Regions from separate parts of the Mus musculus genome. Here region 1 is linked to region 2. The links are chromatin contacts, called in public promoter capture Hi-C maps. All regions are on one chromosome and are shown on one strand. The core of a region is the stretch at or near the end of the contact, and the rest is flanking DNA. Distances in the headings are between cores, read along the strand shown.

What was found. Promoter capture Hi-C pulls out the DNA fragments that hold promoters and counts their contacts.
Region 1: a contact with region 2 is called in a promoter capture Hi-C map of erythroid cells, with 39 times the contacts expected there. The contact joins the promoter of Aph1b here to the promoter of Dis3l in region 2. A contact is called at or near these places in 2 of 39 promoter capture datasets (erythroid cells and liver).

The regions. Positions count from the first base shown.
Region 1 is chr9:66,793,518-66,799,156 of GRCm38.p6, reverse strand. Aph1b (aph1 homolog B, gamma secretase subunit) reads left to right here and starts at 3,734. Exons shown (of 6, transcript NM_177583.4): 1 at 3,734-3,904; 2 at 4,917-5,087. The coding sequence starts at 3,792.
Region 2 is chr9:64,338,654-64,343,940 of GRCm38.p6, reverse strand. Dis3l (DIS3 like exosome 3'-5' exoribonuclease) reads left to right here and starts at 2,684. Exons shown (of 17, transcript NM_001001295.2): 1 at 2,684-2,948; 2 at 4,309-4,462. The coding sequence starts at 2,810.

The sequences.
Region 1 (5,639 bases), core at 2,485-4,984, 2.5 Mb before region 2:
CAGACCCACACAACCGGTTTGAGTGATAAAACCTACTCAGGGTACAGTGGTCCTAATATTGATGTCTTTTTTTCCTCTTTTTCCTTCCAGTCTCACTTTTAACCTGCTGAAACACTCCAGTCATGGCCAAACTAACTATTGAAGTGCCAGCCAGTGTTGTTGAAGGGCACAGCATTCTTCTACATGTTCACAATAAATCACAGAATTGGCAAGCCTTTTCCCAGTACAAATGTTTTGATTCCAAAGAAGATGATTAAACTGTATCTTATAAAATATCCCACTGATTCATATAAGTGAGGGCATCAATCCAGTGGTAGAGAGACAATATTTACTAATGGGTCTCTGCTGCTCTTTAATGTCACCCAGAAAGATACAAGATGCTACAGCATGCAAACCTTTGATACATATCATCCACATGAACAAACAAATCTCCATGTATCACCCAGCAAGTGATTCCCTGTAACTTCTGGATATTGGATTGTGTGAATTCTACTTTATACACTCTGGACCTCCAGGCCTGTACTGTTTCTGCCTACTCTACTTGGTGTCTCTGCAACGGGGATTGACAGTTCAGTGCAGGACACACACAGTGCAGACAGACTGCAGTAGATGAAAATCCTTCACCTGACTTATCCTGCACAGAGGAGTCTGAGTGCTGGGATAACTGAGCCAGGAATGTCAAACAAAGCCCAAACTCTTGTGACTTTCACTATGACCCTGTGGTAATCAGATGGGGCCTGGCCAAAAACAAAAACAAAACAAAACAAACAAAAACGTGGGATACAGAGAGATAAGCACACTGAAGCCTGGGATGAAGTTCTTGGTCTCAGAATCAGCTCCAGGGCTGAAATTTGACTTTTTGTTGGATCTGAGAGGGAACCATGCTTTATTGGACGTCTACAGCTCTTAGTATCTGGACTCAGCCAGTACACAGTCATAAGAGCAACAACATTCAGGCTTAAGTGACTTGAGCAACTCATTCTGAGACTCAGCATGGAAAGCATAGCTGGATAAGTATCTCAGTTTTCTGCCAACTGTTCTGATAGGCTTATGAGGGAACATATACTCCTGGCTACTGCTTGTCCTTGAGGGTCTAGCATGGTGAATTCTCCCTTTTATTCAAGTAGTAGCAGACTCTGCTAATGTGAGCAACTCTCTTGTCCCAAATTTAAATCATATTTAAACCTAGATATAGCAAAGATCTTTTTCTATGTATCCTCTTGTAAAGAAACTGAGACAGAGAATACACTGGCCACGTCACAGTCACACAGACATGGCTGGGAGTTCAAAAGTACAAGATATCTGTCTATAGCCTCAGCCCCAACTTCTCTACCCCAGAGATCTTATTAGGTATTTGTGGACCAGTGATGGGCTGGCTGAGATCTCTGAAGATAAACAATCTGTTGGAGATTGGTTCTAATGCTTTGATTCAATTGGGAGTCTGTGTGTCCAAATGCTAAAGGCCCTTGTCCCCAACTGGTTTTTGATCAATCAATAAAGATGCCAAGATACAGATGGATGATCTCTGTAAGTGCACAACATGTGAAAGCTGACCAAACTCAATGTGGTATGTCACAACAGGTCAAAGAATGGAAGAAAAGAGACTGCGGGATGCACACACACAAATGAGGCATCTGTATCACGCCCCCTTACACAACTCAGGGAACATCATAGAAGTGATGGTATGGTATAAAGATTGTAAGAGCCTGGGCTGGAGAGATGGCTCACTGGTTGAGAGCACGGATTATTCTTCTAGAGGTCTTGAGTTCAATTCCCAGCAACCATGTGGCTCACAACCATCTGTAATGGGATCAGACACCCTCTTTTGGTGTATCTGAAGATGGCTACAGTGTACTCACATAAAATAAATAAATCTTAAAAAAAATGGTCTGAGCCAGAGGCCAGGGTGGAGCAAAGCAAACAGTGTCTTCTAGATTTGGCAGGACCAATGCATTCATTAAAAAAAAAAAATGCATTCACAAACCTAGAGCAGCCCTGTTTGCCTACACAAGATGAAGCTCGTCAATATTCTAGCGCAGAGTAGGAAGAAGTTCATAAGATGCAAACACTGACTGGGAAGCGATTGACAGCTTGGCTTTTCAGAGAGAGTCAGCTTTCCTCGAGGGCATGGCTTCTGGGAGGTAGACCACACTCTAATGGATGTCCCTACAGCCAGACGTACATGAGCAATACAAATTAGACTCAGACTCAGTGTGTAATTTAAGAGAAAAAAAAGAACACATGAAGTTGGGAGCAGGTAGGGGATGGAGGTGAATCTGGAAAGAGGATAAATATGACCAAAATACATTGTATATATGTTCAAATTATTGAAAATATTATATTAATAAAAGTAACTTCAGCATACTTGGTGTTAATAAGTAGATAGGAACAAGGCATAGGAGAATAGAAAAATGTTGTTGTCCTAGCAATGCTGCATGTGGACTCTGCCCGTCTATGTACTAGGTTCATCCAGTTCAACCTAAGCTTCATTTAAAAGCAAACCCACTCATAAATGACACAAGATCAAACACACTATCCCTAACACCTAGGACCGTAAACATTTCACCAAGGTCTCTTAAAGAACAATAATTAGTTTTCCACTCATCGGGCTAAAAGAACCTTATTAGAGTGAACCTAATTAAAGAGTGAAGTCAAGTCAGTTTATTTCTAACAACTGACCCACTTCTAACTTCTGGAGATGAGGGAAGACAAGAACTAGGAAGATGAAGATTCTGCTGGTTGCTCTGGAATTTTCTCTGGTTTGTGATGACCAGAAACCTCTTCATCTGGCATAACCCTTCATAGCCCTACTGATATGTGACCGGGAAAGGCTGCTCTCTGGGTGGGAAGAATTCTATGTGTTTTTTACATGGATTCTGGCATTTCTCTATGCATCAGGTTTTGTAATATATATGTCAAGTATTACAGCTTTCACCTCTATATTCTTTCTCCATCAGCATGTAATCCAGGTATAAAAGCTAAGCCTAGGAACAGTGGGGCTCAAGGTGATGAACAAAACTCCATCAGTAACTGAGCAGGGACAAACCCTAGGCCTAATGTCTGGAGCGGCTGACTCTGACTACACTTATAACACCTCGGAGCCCCGCCCACTACATTACCAGGTCTCCAGAACTTCGGCTCGCTTTGGCTGGAGTAGGGCGGCACTCTGAGCTTGCTCTGGCTGGAGTAGGGCGGCGCTCTGAGCTCGCTCTGCAGGCGCTGACAGGTCTGGGAGCGACTCAAAGCCCCGCCTCCCAGGCTCCGACCTGGCTCCGGTTTGACTGGGCGTGGGACTCCTCCAGGCTCTCCGCCTTCCGACCTCCGTTCCCTGTTCTGACAGGATCTGTGCTCCGAAGCCACGCCCCTCCTCTGCCCTCGGAGCACCTCGAGTCCCCTGCCGAGCTCCGCCCAGCAACCCGCTTTTACAGGCCAAGGAGCAGCTCAGGCCCCAACTCCCGAACCCTGCCTTGTCCCGTGTGACTAGAGGACCTCGAGGTCCTGCATGCCAACCCTCGCTCTGCCGTCCACTCTGATAGGCTATGGAACTCTTCCAGGCCTGGCCTCCCGAAGCTCCCTCCTGTTGCCTCTTTGACTAGGGCACCGAAGGCTCCGCCTCTCGAGCCCCGTCCCGCCCTCGGCATCTCCAGACCCCGCCTCACGGGCTCCGCCTCGTCCACTGCTCTGACGGAGCACCGGAGCCTCGCCACCCAGCCCCGCCCCGTATCCAGGACCCGCTGTCCATTGGGCACTGCAGGGCCCTCGGGCCCCCGCGACTGGCTCCCGAGGTCGTCATGACGGCTGCGGTGTTCTTTGGTTGCGCCTTCATCGCCTTCGGGCCCGCGCTCGCTCTTTATGTCTTCACCATCGCCACCGACCCTTTGCGAGTCATCTTCCTCATCGCCGGGTGAGGCTGCGCTGTGTCCCGGACGCCGCGGGTTCCCTCCCTCTCCTGGGTTCCCACGACCCCGGGATCCCCATCTCCCAGGGGCTCCAGCTTGTGGTGCGGTCCAGGGCTGGAACTGTTCCTGGGAGGGTCTGAGAAGAGCAGGCCCGTAGGCTAAGCAGGCGCCCCTTGGCTTCTGTTGGCTGAGTGTGGGAACAAGCAGATAGATTCCTGCATGAAGCCTTTGTCTTTCTGTAGGAATCTCTCATTTCCCTCAGTGCTGAGCAGCATCGAAGAGTCGTTATCACTACTCTCTGCCATTAAAGTCACCTGGAGATCAGATGTTTATTCCCTGCCCCCCACCCTCACATCAATCCTCGGACTCAGAATGTCTGTGCAGACTATTCAGGCTCAGATTTTCTTTGTAGACTCCTGGGTAATGGTTTGGGTGCAGTCAAGGAGGAAAGTTCGAGAAAACACAGTAACAACTGACCAGGCGGCATGTCCTCCTGGGAGCTTGGTAAATACCGGAACTCTGCTGGTGAACGTGGTCTTGGTCTCGCTGCACCTGCCCGAAGTTTGCAGCTTCTGAACTTTCCATTATATTAATGCAGGCGTTAGGTATTCATTTTCTTTTAGAAAAAGACACTTGACAATATCTAACCATTAAACTTATATTTTCTGGTGAATTTTGAGGATATGAAATTTGCAACTGTCACTGGTTGTATATTTCTATAGCACACAAAGCATCTCTTAGGAAAAATAGTCAGCAACCAAGTGCCTCTTAGTCCTTGACAGATAGTGCCCTAGCGTGCACGCGACAGGGTCACTGAATCGTTCTTGTTAAGCACATCTGACGTTCCTCTTGGACTATTTGTCTCACTAGGAGAAAAAAAAAATTCTGATCTAAAACATCACTTTGTGAGGATTGTTTACTAAAAATGATTTGTAGCTCAAGCAGGTTTGATTTAAAGTCATTATTAAGCCTGTGCTTCTGTTAACTTGTGATTTTTTTTTTCCTTCTACGTTCCAGTGCTTTCTTCTGGTTGGTGTCTCTCCTGCTGTCATCCGTTTTTTGGTTCCTAGTGAGAGTCATTACTGACAACAGAGATGGACCAGTACAGAATTACCTGCTCATCTTCGGAGTGTTGCTCTCTGTCTGTATCCAAGAGCTGTTCAGGCTCGCATATTATAAGCTGTTAAAGTAAGTTAAGTGTTTGTTTTATTTTCCCAGTTAGACTTGAATTACGATTTAGTGATTGCTACAATTTTAGCCTGAAAATATTGAATATTTAAATTTACAATCCGGTTTGCCTGCCCTCCTGCTCCTCCTTATCTTTCTCTCTTCATTCTTCCCAAAAGTGTTTCTTCAAAAATTTCCCAATGCCAGACACTTTGTAGAAGCTGAGGTACAAAGGTGGGTTAAGAGACAGAAGCTCTGGCCTGGTAGAATTTATAATGAGAGGAAACAGGCAAGATATGAATGAACAAAAAGAAATCCACTATTGAAGAAAAATAACCCAGGGAAATAATTACTGAAACAATAAAGAGCCTTTCCACTTGAACTTCATGCTTCCCTCCTACCACCTCAAATAAATTATTCTTATGGAAATTATGCCTTCCATTATTTTAACTGTTAGTGGGAAACAAAGGCTCACTTAAAAATATTTTCTATAGTTTCAAGTCTGCAAATGAAAGATACATTTAACAAAAAACCAAGCCATGAGCTCTCTTTTTGGGGTTAGGATGTAAGTAT
Region 2 (5,287 bases), core at 1,435-3,934:
TAAGTTGCTTATATATTCTAAAAGTTCTTGGTGTTTGCCTTCAGAGCTTGAAGAATAGCACACCTCCTCCGCTGGCTGTGTGGTCATGTGACTAGTTCTGGCCAATGGCAAGACCAACAGCATTTCTTCCAGGAAGAGTTATTTGTTGGTGTGAGGCTTTCTAGAGGACTCTCTCCCCTTTTTCCATTGAGCAACAATGTTCCAGAGAGATTCCCCACTCCACTAGCCTGGATCCTACAAAAATGACATTCGGTACCCATGCAGCACCTTGACCTAGACACTGAGAATTTTTTAAATTAATTTATTGATTTGGGGGGACTCAAATTTCAAGATAGGGTTTCTCCCTGTAGCTCTGGTTGTCCTGGAACTGGAACCCATTCTGTAGACCAGGCTGGCCTCAAACTCAAGAGATCCTCTTGCCTCTGCTTCCTGAATGCTGGGATTATAGGTGTGTGCCACCACTGCCCAGCTAATTAATGTATTACATTTTATGTAAAGTCAATCTGTGTTGTACAGCAGGTACCCTTATCTGCTGAGACATCTCACTAGTGAAGAAACTGATTTTTTTTTTCAAGACAGGGTTTCTCTGTGTAGCCCTGGCTGTCCTGGAACTCACTCTGTAGACCAGGCTGGCCTCGAATTCAGAAATCTGCCTGCCTCTGCCTCCCAAGTGCTAAGATCAAAGGTGTGAGCCACCACTGCCCAGCGAAAATTTTTTTAAGTTTTATATTTCTGTAACATAAATTAGTTTATTCTGCCTGATAGGCACTTTTTTGGTCCAGAGGTCTCAGATGGCAAACAAGACAAACCACCCACCCAACCAAGCAAAAGGGCCTGGCTTATTACAATAGGTCATCATCATTTCTAAGAACTAAGGAATCATGGTCCTCAACATAATGGATAAAGCCAGGCCTGGGTGCATGAGAATCCCAGCACTTGGGGGGGGGGGGGTAAGTAAGAGCTCATGGCTAGCTTCAGCTACATGTCCTGATCCTGTCTCAAAAAGGCAGAGAGAGAAAGGAGAGGGTGTGAGGGGAAGAGAGGCTAAGTACCAACTAAGCTACAGCCTTATTTTAAATACTGATAAAAATCAACTCTCAATAAAACTCTAGCTATGCTCTATTCCTTAAAGGGTGGTTCATTTGCAGACAATTTCTAGCTACAAAGTGCTGAGGAGAGATATTAAGGGCAGATTAGTACCTAATCAAAGTCGTTCTTCCAATCCATAGCATCAGTGGCTTAAAAAAGATAGGAAGGGAGCTGGGGAGGGATTGGTGGACAGTTATCTAAGGCATTTTTTATGTAGAGAACAATTTTGGCTACTCACTGTCCTCTGGTCTCTCTGGAACTGACTCCTGTATTAGACAGGGAGAGCCTCTTTCACTGTGGAGAGCTTTAGGGACTCTCCTTGCACTGTCTGGTGCCTGTTTGCCAGCTCTACATTATTTTCCTGTTTGTGCAAGTCTACCTTGAGTTTCACCAAGTGATTTGACACAGAGATATGAGGAGGAGGAGGAGACCATGACCCTTTAGCATTCCCTTAGGGTGAAATGAGAGACTGGTCCTGGTTTATTTCAGCTGCGTTGGAAGAACCAGGTGTTTCCAGCCAACTGGGCCAGCCACATTAACCAAAGGTTGCCAAGCAGTAAATTCCTTTGGTGCAGGCGCTCTCTCTTTTATTCACCAGTGACTAGATGATGCTTAACCTGCTTTGAAGTTGAGCAGTTTCTAGCTTCAAGATTGGTTCTGAAACATAATAACTAGGTATCCTTGGGCACTTAAGCTCCCTTAATGCAGCCTCACAGCCTATAAAATGATACAAATAAACACCCACTCCTTTGATTTAAGGAAGCTAAATGATACTCTTGCTCCAGTGGGCTCAGTGCTTGGAGAATCCAGGGTGTGTGGTCTCCCAAGATACCGTCCTTTTTGTCAAACACTACAAGCACAGTACTTAGAGATCATGTCAATAGCGGCTCTAAGAAGTCCTTTGCCCGAGGCTGCCAGCGCTATAAAAGTTGTAGAGTGTTTACCCCAGAAGGACTGGTTTTCATTTTATCTGTAGTGTTTGAATGTTTACGTGTATTAAAATTTAAAATAAGCATATTTTTGAAGAGGAAAACCGGTTTGGCCAGCAGGGTTACCAGCTTTTTTGCTGAGCTTTTCAATTCTTTCAGATACTGCAAAAACAAGGACGAGAAAACTCTACAGTTATTACCTCTGGTTTTTGTTTTGTTTTTTGTTTGTTTTTTGTTTTGGTTTTTCGAGACAGGGTTTCTCTGTGTAGCCCTGGCTGTCCTAGAACTCACTCTGTAGACCGGGCTGGCCTTGAACTCAGAAATCCACCTGCCTCTGCCTCCCAAGTGCTGGGATTAAAGGCATGAGCCATCACTGCCCGGCATTACCTCTGTTGCTATGGCAGCCCTTCGCACACGGGCCTGTGGGTAGAAACAAAGTAAAAAAAATAATAATAAAAATAAAAATAATAATCCTTTTACACTCGACTCTTAGACTACCTGCCACATCCTACCTTCACACCCGAGGATTCTTCGGGTGAAGTTTATCTACACTTTTCCCGCCCGGGGACAACTAAGGCACAGAGAGGAATAAAAGGCGCGAGTAGGACTGGGCCCGGAGGATTCTCAGCCCTGGCTAGGTCGCTCCCGGTAGCGGTAGCGGGAACGTGAACGCTGCTGCCTGCCCGACCAGGCCCGAGGGGCGGGCCTCAGGCCTCGGTCTCGCCTGAGCCTGCCGCCTGCCGCCCGCCGCCCGCCGCTTCCCGGCCACAGTGCCGGGCGACGCCGCCAGCATGCTGCAGAAGCGGGAGAAGGTGCTGCTGCTGAGGACCTTCCAGGGTCGGACGCTGCGGATCGTGCGTGAACACTACCTGCGGCCCAGCGTGCCTTGCAACAGCCCGCTGTGCCCGCAGCCTGCCGCCTGCCGCAACGGTCAGAGCCGGGGTGGACCGGGAAGGCCCGGGCGGGAAGAGCGAGGGAGGCCGGAGCCGGAGAGGGAAGCCGGGGCTCGGAGAGCGAGAGAAGCCGGGACTCGGAGAACGAGGGAAGCCAGGACCAAAGGAACGAGGGAGGCCGGGGCCTGACGTAGCGAAGGCTGCCGGGCGCGAGCGAAGGGACCTGAGGCCTGAGGAGCGAGGGTGGCAGAGGCCCAAAGAGCAAAGGGAATCCCGGCCTGGCGTCGCGATGGCGGCGGGGCCCTAGTGAAGGAAGCGGGACCCAAGGAGAGAGGAGAGCGGGAAGCTGAGCAGCGAGGGCGGCTTAGCGCTGGCATCAAGGGCGGAGCCAGACCCTCGCGGACTGTAGGCAGCCGGAGCGAGCATAACCGTCTGGGCTCGGCGGTACTGGGGCAGCCGGGAGCGGCCCTGGAGCGTCCCCGGTGCGTCCAGTCTTCCCTCCCAGTGGCCGGCACAGGCAGGACCGGCCTCTGCAGCCTCAGGGGCGCTCCTCTCCGGACCTGCCTGCTACAATAGCCGGGCTAAGTGGAAGAGCCTGCAGGCACCGGATGCTTCGGTTTTTCCAGGGGGACCTAAGGGCGTAGGCACCTCCTCCTTTCTGCCCGAAAATGCTATTGGCACCTTACTCCTGAGCGTATTACGCTGGCTGGACATTTGACATTGCCTGCTCTGCTCCTGCCAGTACGCAGACCCTCCAGCTGTTTGTTACCCCTAGTGGGAGATGAGCGTGAGGGGGTCTTTTCAGAATACATGATTGAGGTCACAGCTTGACCAAGGTGTCAGTTGAGTGGAAGCCCATTGATTGAACAGCGCATCCTTTTTAGGACGTTCTCCTCAACCCTAGAACCGTGTAGCCGTGTTAGGAAGCTTCAGACCGAATAGCCTTGGAATTGTTAGATGCTTACAAGGGGTCAACACACACACACATGTGCACTCTTGCCCTTACATATATATACACGTGTGTATATGTAGATAGAGATATAATGGATATGTAAGTAGCCAACGCAGTCAGTGCTCATGCATGTCTGTGATGGCTTAGTAGAAATTTAGTTTCTTCCAGGGACGTACTTGTTTTTAAAATATCATTCTTTCGAAGAAGTGCTGGCTACAACATAAACCATGTTGGGCTTGTATTTAATCACAGCTGAGGGGAGGGGGAGCAATGGAGCTGAACTTTGAGCCTCCACCAAAGTAGATTTGTCTTGTCTTTTAAAAACTTCAAGGTGAAATTAAGATGAGAAGTTATTTTGCACACCGGGAGCACTGTGACATTGAAATAGTCATAAACCAGGTTTGAAAATGTTACCTAATGGCTTCCACTCTGAATTATGTTTCAGATGGGAAGCTCCTGGCTGCCGAAGTCACTCATTACGTGATCCCAGACTGGAAAGTTGTCCAGGATTACCTCGAGGTTCTGGAGTTCCCGGAGTTGAAGGGAGTTATTTTCATGCAAACGGCCTGTCAAGCTGTGCAGCACCAGAGAGGCCGGAGGTATCTGTTTTGCATTATTTATTTATTTATTTATTTTCAGTACCGGTTCCCCTGCCCCCTTTAGAAAAGGTCCCTTGTTAGAGGGAAAGAGGAGGAATTCATTATTTTGTCAGAAAGGATTTTTGAAACTAATTTGGTATTCTCTTTGCTGGTGAGGAATGTAGTAACATTTTATATGTGTGCTTCAACACCTGGCCAAAAGATCTGACTGTAGATCAATAAACTGCTGGGTCCCCGGGATGTACATAGTTAAGATTCTATGGTGAACTGGCTTCTGGTTTACATTTTCATAGGTAGCACTATTATTTCTTCCTTTTATTTTTGCTAATAATATATAGTATTTAATCTTATTCATAGGTACATTGTTTCAGGAGCATTCCTTTCTTTGGAAAAGAATACTTTTAAATCTTATCTTCCTCTATTGTAGAAGCAAACTGTACTTACCGTGATTTATTCAACGAAATTAAAAATAGCTCTTTCTGATTTTTAGATTAGTCCTGTAACTATCAGCCATAGTAATTGTATTTGCTGAATAAAACATTTCTAATTGGACCAGTTTAAAATACTCACCTTGCACCTAAATGAAAGAATAATTGCCCCTTTCTGTGCAAATTTCTTAGAATACAGTTTTGCTTCATTTAATATTTGGAAACTTTTATGAGAATAGCATGTTAGAATTATATACCCAAACCCTCAACACCCCAAGGTATTTAACAAGCAGAAACTGGATTTATTCTGTTTTTAAGATGTTTTGGTTTCTTCAGCTTTTGGTAGTAAAAGGTAAAGTTTTCTTTATTTGTGTATGAAAATGATAAATTGTCCTGA